2 separate regions of the Mus musculus genome follow, and region 1 is linked to region 2. A link is a contact called in public Hi-C data. All regions are on one chromosome and are shown on one strand. Each heading gives the region's core, a stretch centred on a gene start, on an enhancer-like site or on the middle of the called end of the contact. The rest is flanking DNA. Distances are from core to core; before and after follow the strand shown.

Region 1 (3,937 bases), core at 1,166-3,665, 190 kb before region 2:
ATTCAGATGAGCTAAGGGTCTGTGCCTAAGCTGCAGAGGAAACTGTCCTGGAGTCTGATCAAGGGAGAAGCACAAAGTCAGTAGGCACCATGACCAGGTTAACTTCCATGGTCAATTGAATTAAGGAGGTACCTCATTAATGGGTGTGTGCTAGGGGAACTTTTCCAACGATGATTAGCTGAGGGGAGAAGACTTGCCCTGAGTGTGGGAGGCACTATTCCATGGGTTCCAGACTGAACAAGCAAAGGGGTGAAAGGAAAAAGCCTGCTGGGTGCCAGCGTCCCCCTTTCTACCCCATTGCATCTCTGCTGTGGTGGACTGCATCTTCAGACAGAAAGCCAGGGTAAACCCTTCCTCCTTTAAGAGCTTGTCGCAGCGATAAGCAGAGTGACTACTACCAGAATCCCCTTGCCTTGTGAACTTTCAGCTCTACTAACTGGAGTGTCTACCAGTTCTGGCACTATTTGTTAGCTGAGAGACAGGTTATGAGTCTCCAGGCATCTGAATCTCAACAATTGCTAATCTATGAAAATGTATCAATGTCTGTCTTCTTTCCTCACCAAAATAAATGACTAGAAGACCTTGCAGCAAAATATTTCCAATTTCTTCCTTTTTTCTGATCAAGACTATTTTTGTGATGAAAAGTGACACATACCCCACTGGTACTCTCTCCTATGCATGCACCAAGGGAGAAGATGACACAGGTGGGGATAATCTTCACAGCGAGCTAAAATTAGCATCCAGATGTATAGCTTTTCAGATACTTTTCTACACATTTAATATGTATTTTAAAAACTAGTGGCTCATGACTGTTATGTGAAGTGACATACCAGCATTTTAGAGTTCCTCTTATGATCCTGAGCATATATTTATATAACTGTATAATACCATCATATTTATGGTTGTATAGTGTTTCATTGAATGATTAGCATACGTGACTATATAATGTATTTTAAATACTCAGCTTGTGCTGTGCAGTTTTGCACTGAGTGATTAATACAAATGAATTGAGTAATAACACATTTGTAAACATTTAAATGGTGTCCATCTCTCACATTACGAATGAGGGACCATTGAGTACTCAATGGGCATGGCTCTGAGTTCCAATTCATTTAGTTCCCTGGGATAAATATTTGGTGTGAAGTTGTTGGGCCTAAGAGTGAGAAAATCCTTTTTCTATTCCAAGGGTTTAAATTACATCATCAGTTTCTCCCCTAAAAAGTAACAAAGCTTAACATCTAGCCACAGATGTATGGAAGGTCCATTTTTCCATTGTATCTCCAACACTAGATGTTATCAGTCTTTTTAATCTTCACATGTTTTTGTCAGAAATAGGTACCTTGATATTTTCCTTACATTTATAAAGAGGAAAACATCATCATGAGCTTTAATATATGATATCATGGGACTATGAAGGGCAGACTAGAAGAAGAAGGACCTTAACAGGGTACAGCTGGGCAACAGGGACCCCATATGCTTGCGTCTCACAGCTTGGCTTTTGGTTGGTTTTTCTCATTTGTTTTGGATACTCAGCACTTTTTATAAAAATATTGAAACACACATCTTACATCTCTCTCGAGTGAGTATTGCTGCCAAAGGAGTTAGTTATGCAAATCCCACTTAAATATGTGGATATGTGATTGCTCTTAAGTAGACGTAGGTTTCTGTTTTAGAACACCGCTCAAGGACTGATTTATCTGAAGGGCTCCAGGAGCTAATAAATGTCTCATATAAGTCAGTACCAGTTAGGTTTGTGAACTTATGCTAATTTCCCGAACCCTACTAGGCTTTTAAGGATGGTCATATTTGTTCACCCCATTGTTTTTCTCCAACTGGGATCCTACCGTGTTAATTTGTCAGCTCTTGGGTTCTTGTTTCTTTCCTTTCCTCCCTGGTCTGCACTATGTTACTGCAGACAGCTGTCGCTATAAAAGCCTAAGGTGGGAACAGAAAGGTTTTCTTCCTTCTGATGAAAACGACGCCTTATTGGACAGCCACTCGGAAAGCTGTCTTGGACCATTAGCGTCCCAGCCTCCAGCGGAGAAAAGGACTGGAATGGAAGCAGGGTCAGGGGGCTCTGCGATCTCAATGTGTATGCAGCACTGTCTGAGGGTCGCAGCCTGACAGAATAGCAGAGCAAGTCTTCACACAGCACTGGAGTTCAGGGGCGGGCCGGTGTGATGTCACCGGAAAACTGCAGCAGTGCGACCGCAGTAGCAGCAGCAGCAGCAGCAGCAGCAGCAGCAGCAGCAGCAGCAGCAGCCTCCTGGATGCCCGGAGAGAACTGAGGTCTTGGTTGCTTCATTCATTCTGGAACTCCAGCAAATGATTCACGTCCCCCATTTCACAGACCAGAGGGAGGGAACTGGGCTATCTGAATAAACAGAACTGGTCAGAACCAGATGGAAACCAGATCTGGCTGCCACAGAGCCTGCCTGCGCTCTCTGTCTGCAGCATTGTTTTGTTACCGGACTAGCGTGCCACCATTACATTGGGGATCATAATGAATGTCCAAAGGGAAGCAATGACAAGGCCTCCAAGCGGCTTCTTTTGTTTCACCTCTGCTTTGTCCTTTGAGTAGGTTTTGTCTTCTGACGGACTTCCACTTGGTTGTTCAGTCCGGTCTTGAACTACTAGGCACAGGAAACATCCCTGGCTCCGCCCCTTGAGTAGCTAGGCCTACAGCCACAGGTCTCCTCACTCAGCGTGGCCGTGGTCGGGTTTTGAAATGGCTTATGGGTTGACCTATGTAGAGTCATAGTGTTAGCACCTTAAAAACTGAATTAGCACCACGTATGGTGCCACACGCCTTTCATCCCAGCACCTGGAAGGCAGAGGCAAGCAGATCTCTATGAGTCTGAGGCTAGCCTTGTTTACATAGTGAGTTCCAGACTAGTCAGTGCCATATAGAAAGATTCAGTCTAAAACCAAACCAAACCAAACCAAACAAACAAACAAAAAACCTAAACAACCAAAACCCCAAACCGATGGCACTAGATAGATATTTACTGAAGTTCAGCAGGAGTGATGGAAAGGATTGTGATCTGCAGAGAACTAGGCAGGAGAGTTGGGGAGAAGGCTGGGGAACTGCCTTGGGCTTTCATTGTAACTTTTTGTATTAACCGCATTTCAAAGTTCCACAAGAGATGCAGGAATTTCTGAGCATGGCAGCACACCTATTGCTTTGTCTTTGTCTTTCACAGGGCTGTAGTCAGGAGCACTGACACACAAACGCAGGAACCTTCTCTGAACTCTGGAGACATCTGACATCCTTTATCTCCTAAGTACCGAAGTATCCGGTTCTCAAAAGGAAGGGTGTTCTCTTACCAGAGTGCAGTGTCTAAAATCGGAAAATTAAGATTAGTAGCAAGACTCTATGACTCACTCCACGGTGTTCTGATTTTTGCAAAAGATGCCAGGGGCAACTTCTGTAGCAGAAGAAACCCAGGATTGGGGGTGGGGGGGTGGGGATGGGGGTGGTGGTCACATTCTCTTATGTCTCCTTCCAGCTGGGAAAGCGCCTCAGCCATCCCCTCTGTTTCGTTTTGTAGCCTACTGGCCAGTTATCTTCCAACAGACTCCTCTGTTGGGGTCTGTCTGCTGTTTCCTCAGGATTAAATCCAGGTCATGCTCATTTGGCAGGAAATCCGCAGACAAGGTGCTGTTCTGAGGGTTGCGTGCGGTCTGGTGGCTCCATCTCTGTGATGCTGTCATTTGGTCACAGTGGCTTCTGCAAGGTTCCTCTGTGTCCTTCTACAGCTTTCTTGTGGGGATTTATTCTGACATTATGAAAATAGCTTGTTATTCCCTCGTCTCTCACCTTCTGCTTTGGGCACTCGTTCATGATGCTTGCCTAGAGCAGTGATTGTTTCCATACTTGAAAAATGTTGATTTTCAATCACCAAATCTACATTTATTATTTCACATTATAATTGCA
Region 2 (4,406 bases), core at 301-2,800:
CATTGCTGAGGCTCCGCCCCATGACTGCTGCTCAAAGCAAAGAAGAGAGTCTACCAAGAAGGAGCATCACACAATCTAAACACTATGACAAATACTCTTTCACTTTCATACTGAGGGCATTTGAAATCATTCTTAATAGCTTCAAAAAACCAAAGCTGTTGCAAAAAATAGATCTGCGCTATCTGGATTCCAAAGGGCTGTTGCGTAAGGGAAATGGGATGGAGAGGAGAAGGGATTCTGAGCATAATCTGTTCCTACATCCTGGCTGCATTTAGGACGATGACATTCTTAAAATTGCAAGCAGGGAAACCTACTCTGGTTACCTTGGTGATAAACTGCGGGTAAAAATTACACATAATTGCTGCTGATGTCACTACTGCCATTTTGTCTCCAAGACTACAGATTGTCTCCAAATAATTGTAATGCTCTGTGCACTGGAAGCCCACTATGGAGCAAAAAAAAAAAAAAAAAAAAAAGCTTAATACTGCAGTTATTCTCTCCAAATCTAGCTAATAAACCATTTGAGAACTCTCGGGGACTTGGAATAATTACAGAGATAAATGGGGATTGAAAATGCCTCTCTCTTAACCTATTCTAGATACAAACATAATTTGAAAACGCTAATATAGAGAAAAGTTAGCTTGTATTAGACATACCAGGAAATTTTCTTCTGGAATACATTTTACCTAGAATGCTGGCGTCTGGGGGAGGGGCAGCAGACTGTAGAATATTTGTGGATCCATTCTGCTTAGAAAGCAGCTGATCACTACAGCTAACTGTTGATGGTGGGACCCCCCCCCCCCCAAAGCTTTTAGTCTCTGGAAAATACTCCGGGGCAATATTTACTTTATTGAGTTTTAATTTTCAGTTTACATGAGAAGAAGAAATTTCTAGTCCCCCAACACAATTATATTTAAATTGCCAGCCCCAAAGAGGCTTCCTACAACAGCCATTCTTTTTTTTTTTTTTTTCTGTTTTTTTTTTCCATTTTTTATTAGGTATTTAACTCATTTACATTTCCAATGCTATACCAAAAGTCCCCCATATCCACCCACCCCCACTCCCCTGCCCACCCACTCCCCCTTTTTGGCCCTGGTGTTCCCCTGTACTGGGGCATATAAAGTTTGCAAATCCAATGGGCCTCTCTTTCCAGTGATGGCCGACTAGGCCATCTTTTGATATATATGCAGCTAGAGTCAAGAGCTCCGGGGTACTGGTTAGTTCATAATGTTGTTCCACCTATAGGGTTGCAGATCCCTTTAGCTCCTTGGCTACTTTCTCTAGCTCCTCCATTGGGAGCCCTATGATCCATCCATTAGCTGACTGTGAGCATCCACTTCTGTGTTTGCTAGGCCCCGGCATAGTCTCACAAGAGACAGCTACATCTGGGTCCTTTCAATAAAATCTTGCTAGTGTATGCAATGGTGTCAGCGTTTGGATGCTGATTATGGGGTGGATCCCTAAAGGATGGACCATGTAGAGACTGCCATATCCAGGGATCCACCCCATAATCAGCATACAACAGCCATTCTTAAAGGGCAGCTTTCCCTCTGACCTCCTTTCATTTGCAAAGGCAGCAAAGCGCCCGGTGTGATCTCCCGAGCCACTCCCCGCCATTTTACAGTTTGCAAACTTCAAGATTCTTGGAAAACCAGCAATTCGTGGCTTTTGATCCAGTGATTTTTAGTATGGCCTATGAGACGGCCACAGCTGTGGTTAGTGAAAGACACCAAGATGGTCCAGTTTCTTGGGAAAGCCTGCATTACACTCCGAGGACACGGAGCGATGAGTTAATGAATAGTCACAACCTCTAGACAAGAGCCTGAGTCCTTCAAACCTGGCTTGGAGGTGCAGCTGGAGCCCCGAAGTTCACATTCCACCTTTCTCACGCTCACTTGCTGAGGGGGGGAGGGGTGGGAGGAGGGGAAGGGAGAGGTGTCCTGGAAGCCCTAGTGCTGCAGCAATTTGACGACAGTCTCCCAACACTGACCTTGTCATTTTCCACTAAAGTAAAACAGAGCCAGCCAACTGACCAATTGGATCTGAATGATAACATTCATGATTGGGGCCCATTCACCAATAGTCCATACAAGAGCCCACACCTGGGGGAGGGGAGCTCACTAAATAATCCCTGCTCCTTTAGCCTGGAATATATTGAAACCAGAAGTGAGAATAATAATCTAAGTCAGAGAATAAACTGCAAAATAAAAAGTGTCCTTCAGCCCCACGGGGCCCTGATTCCTTTGCTGCTGGTGACATTTAGGTAGAATATCGAATCTCCCAATGGGAGTAGAGATCAAAGGATTATGTTTACAAGAACGGTAACTGGTTGTACTGGACAGGCTTTCTGTCTACCTGTGAGGACTGAATTTTCAGTGTTTCCACCTGCCTCTATGGCAGCCATCATTCCTGGCTCTAATAAAGATGTAAGGATTTACTTTTGTGCTTCCACTAATTGGTCAAAATGTGCTTGACCACAAATTTACAGCCTAGTTATAACACCTAACTGTATAATTTAGATGGCAGGATTCTTAAGCCCCAGGGTTTGACATATTATATTTCATGTTTTCTCGTTTACCAAACTCTACTTTGGGAGCTCTTGGACTGTCAGTAAGCATACAAATTTTGCAGAATTGCTCTTTAGGGCCTCATGACACCTGACTTAGTACATTTTGGGTTTTTTGAAGAAGTGGCCTATGAATAGCAGGTCCAGTCACGTTGCTGCAAAGTGCTCTAAATGACCCGTTTGTGTGCCACTTCAATGGGCCATGCTGGAATTAATTCACTTGTGATTTGACCCCATGTTGGTTTCCAGACAACCCATCATGGCTGTAAGCCTCCCTGGGTGGCAGTGTAGACTGGTGGGAGACCCACAACAGCACTCTACTTATTTGTCTAGCTTGAATATCACTCTGTAGCACAAGATTCATGAGTGATCTATGAATGATCCCTTCTGAGAAATGTCACTGGCAGCATGGAAAAATACAGCACTGCAGAGAGGCAAGCCAAAGCCACTCGGTTACTGCAGAGAGGACAGCAGCTTAGATTTAGTGAAGTTTACAAACTTCTACCATTAAAGAGAAGCATAAAGGACAGAATATTTAAAGACCCACATCCACTATAATTGCGTGTGCTGTAGCTATACGCAGAGGCACTGGGCCGTTTGCTTCTGCTCTATATTTTTCCTATGCTACCAAAGCAGAAACACTATTATCAACCATGAAAACATCTTCTATGTATCCTCCGTAAAGGATAAAAGAGTTCCTTAGTAAAGAAACGAGTTTCAGAAGTCAACCCAGAGAGCAATAAAGCCATCTGTGCCCTGACAACATGTCTCCTTTATAAGTTCCAGAGATTTACTTTTTAAGTCAATGGCTAAATAAATAGGTATGCACTGGGACCACTGCACTTCAGTAGCAAGAAGAGTTGGTGTGTAGTTAATTGTCTTGGTTAGGGTTTCTATTGCCGTGATAAAGCACCAGGACCGGAAGCAACTGGAGGGGAGGGGCTTATTTCAGTTTTCATTTCCACAACATGCTCCCTCATCGAAGGAAGTCAGGGCAGGGACCTGGAGGCAGGAACTGAGGATGAAGCCACAGAGGGACACCTTGGACTAGCTTCTTCCTCATGGCTTGCTTTCTTACATCATCCAGGGCCACCAGCCTGGGGGTAGCACGACCCACAAGGCACTGCGCCCTCTCGCGTTAAATAAGAAAATGTCAGGCAGGCTTGCCCACAGGCCAGGCTGGCGGGGCTAGTTGCTCAGGTGAGGTTTCTTCTTTCCACGTGGCTCTAGGTTGTTGTGTCAAGCTGATGAAAAGCTGACCAGGATACCAATATATGGGTCAGTTGGCGCAAACACAAACGAGGCGTCCAAAGGACCCTAGTTTTGTGTCTTTCTAGAATAAATTAAAAACTGAATCCAACCACATAGCGTTTAGGACACTGACAAAATGAAATAAGTCACAGTAACAGAAATGATAGCATTAACTCAAGATTCAGTGTGAGGATGTGGGAGAGAAAGAGAGAGCACCTAGAAACTGGGTGAATGGCAATGCTGTCTTAGACTTCAGAAGTCCACCAGGCCTATTTATATTATTTAAACTAGGGTATCCCAAAGGCATTTGATCCTAGCAACCTTCCTAAGCTGGCTGTTGTTGGTTTCAGACTGTTTAAACATCCTACAGACCAGCATTTAAGTCTGGGAAATGCCTCTTTAGCACAACATAGTCAATACTGTTTAAAGCTCTCCAATCAAAAAGCTAATGGTTAAATGGTAACATTCATTGCTGGCCTTGCAGAAAACGAAGCTCAAGAGTGCAGATGTCTTTTGAACACAATTTTTGACTTTATGTACGTGGAACCAGAAAGTAGAGGATACCTGGCGACATTTTGAACACCAATCA

Evidence for each region. A called contact is a pair of places that touch in the nucleus more often than the background predicts.
Region 1: a contact with region 2 is called in a Hi-C map of embryonic stem cells, with 2.4 times the contacts expected there. The contact joins two enhancer-like sites. A contact is called at or near these places in 6 of 484 Hi-C or Micro-C datasets (cerebellar granule neurons, cerebellum, embryonic fibroblasts and 2 more) and 1 of 115 datasets of contacts at active chromatin or transcription factors (embryonic stem cells).

Annotation. Positions count from the first base shown.
Region 1 is chr2:70,338,974-70,342,910 of GRCm38.p6, reverse strand. The region is part of intron 30 of Myo3b (myosin IIIB); the gene reads right to left. Among named protein-coding and RNA genes, the nearest start is that of Sp5, 130 kb to the left of the region's middle. Within about 2 kb of position 2,415, at least 8 of the 459 cell types and tissues checked have an H3K27ac peak or open chromatin away from gene starts, as enhancers often do. A contact at or near this core is called in embryonic stem cells, where this site is marked.
Region 2 is chr2:70,146,480-70,150,885 of GRCm38.p6, reverse strand. All of the region lies in intron 8 of Myo3b (myosin IIIB), which reads right to left. Among named protein-coding and RNA genes, the nearest start is that of Myo3b, 110 kb to the right of the region's middle. Within about 2 kb of position 1,550, at least 45 of the 459 cell types and tissues checked have an H3K27ac peak or open chromatin away from gene starts, as enhancers often do. A contact at or near this core is called in embryonic stem cells, where this site is marked.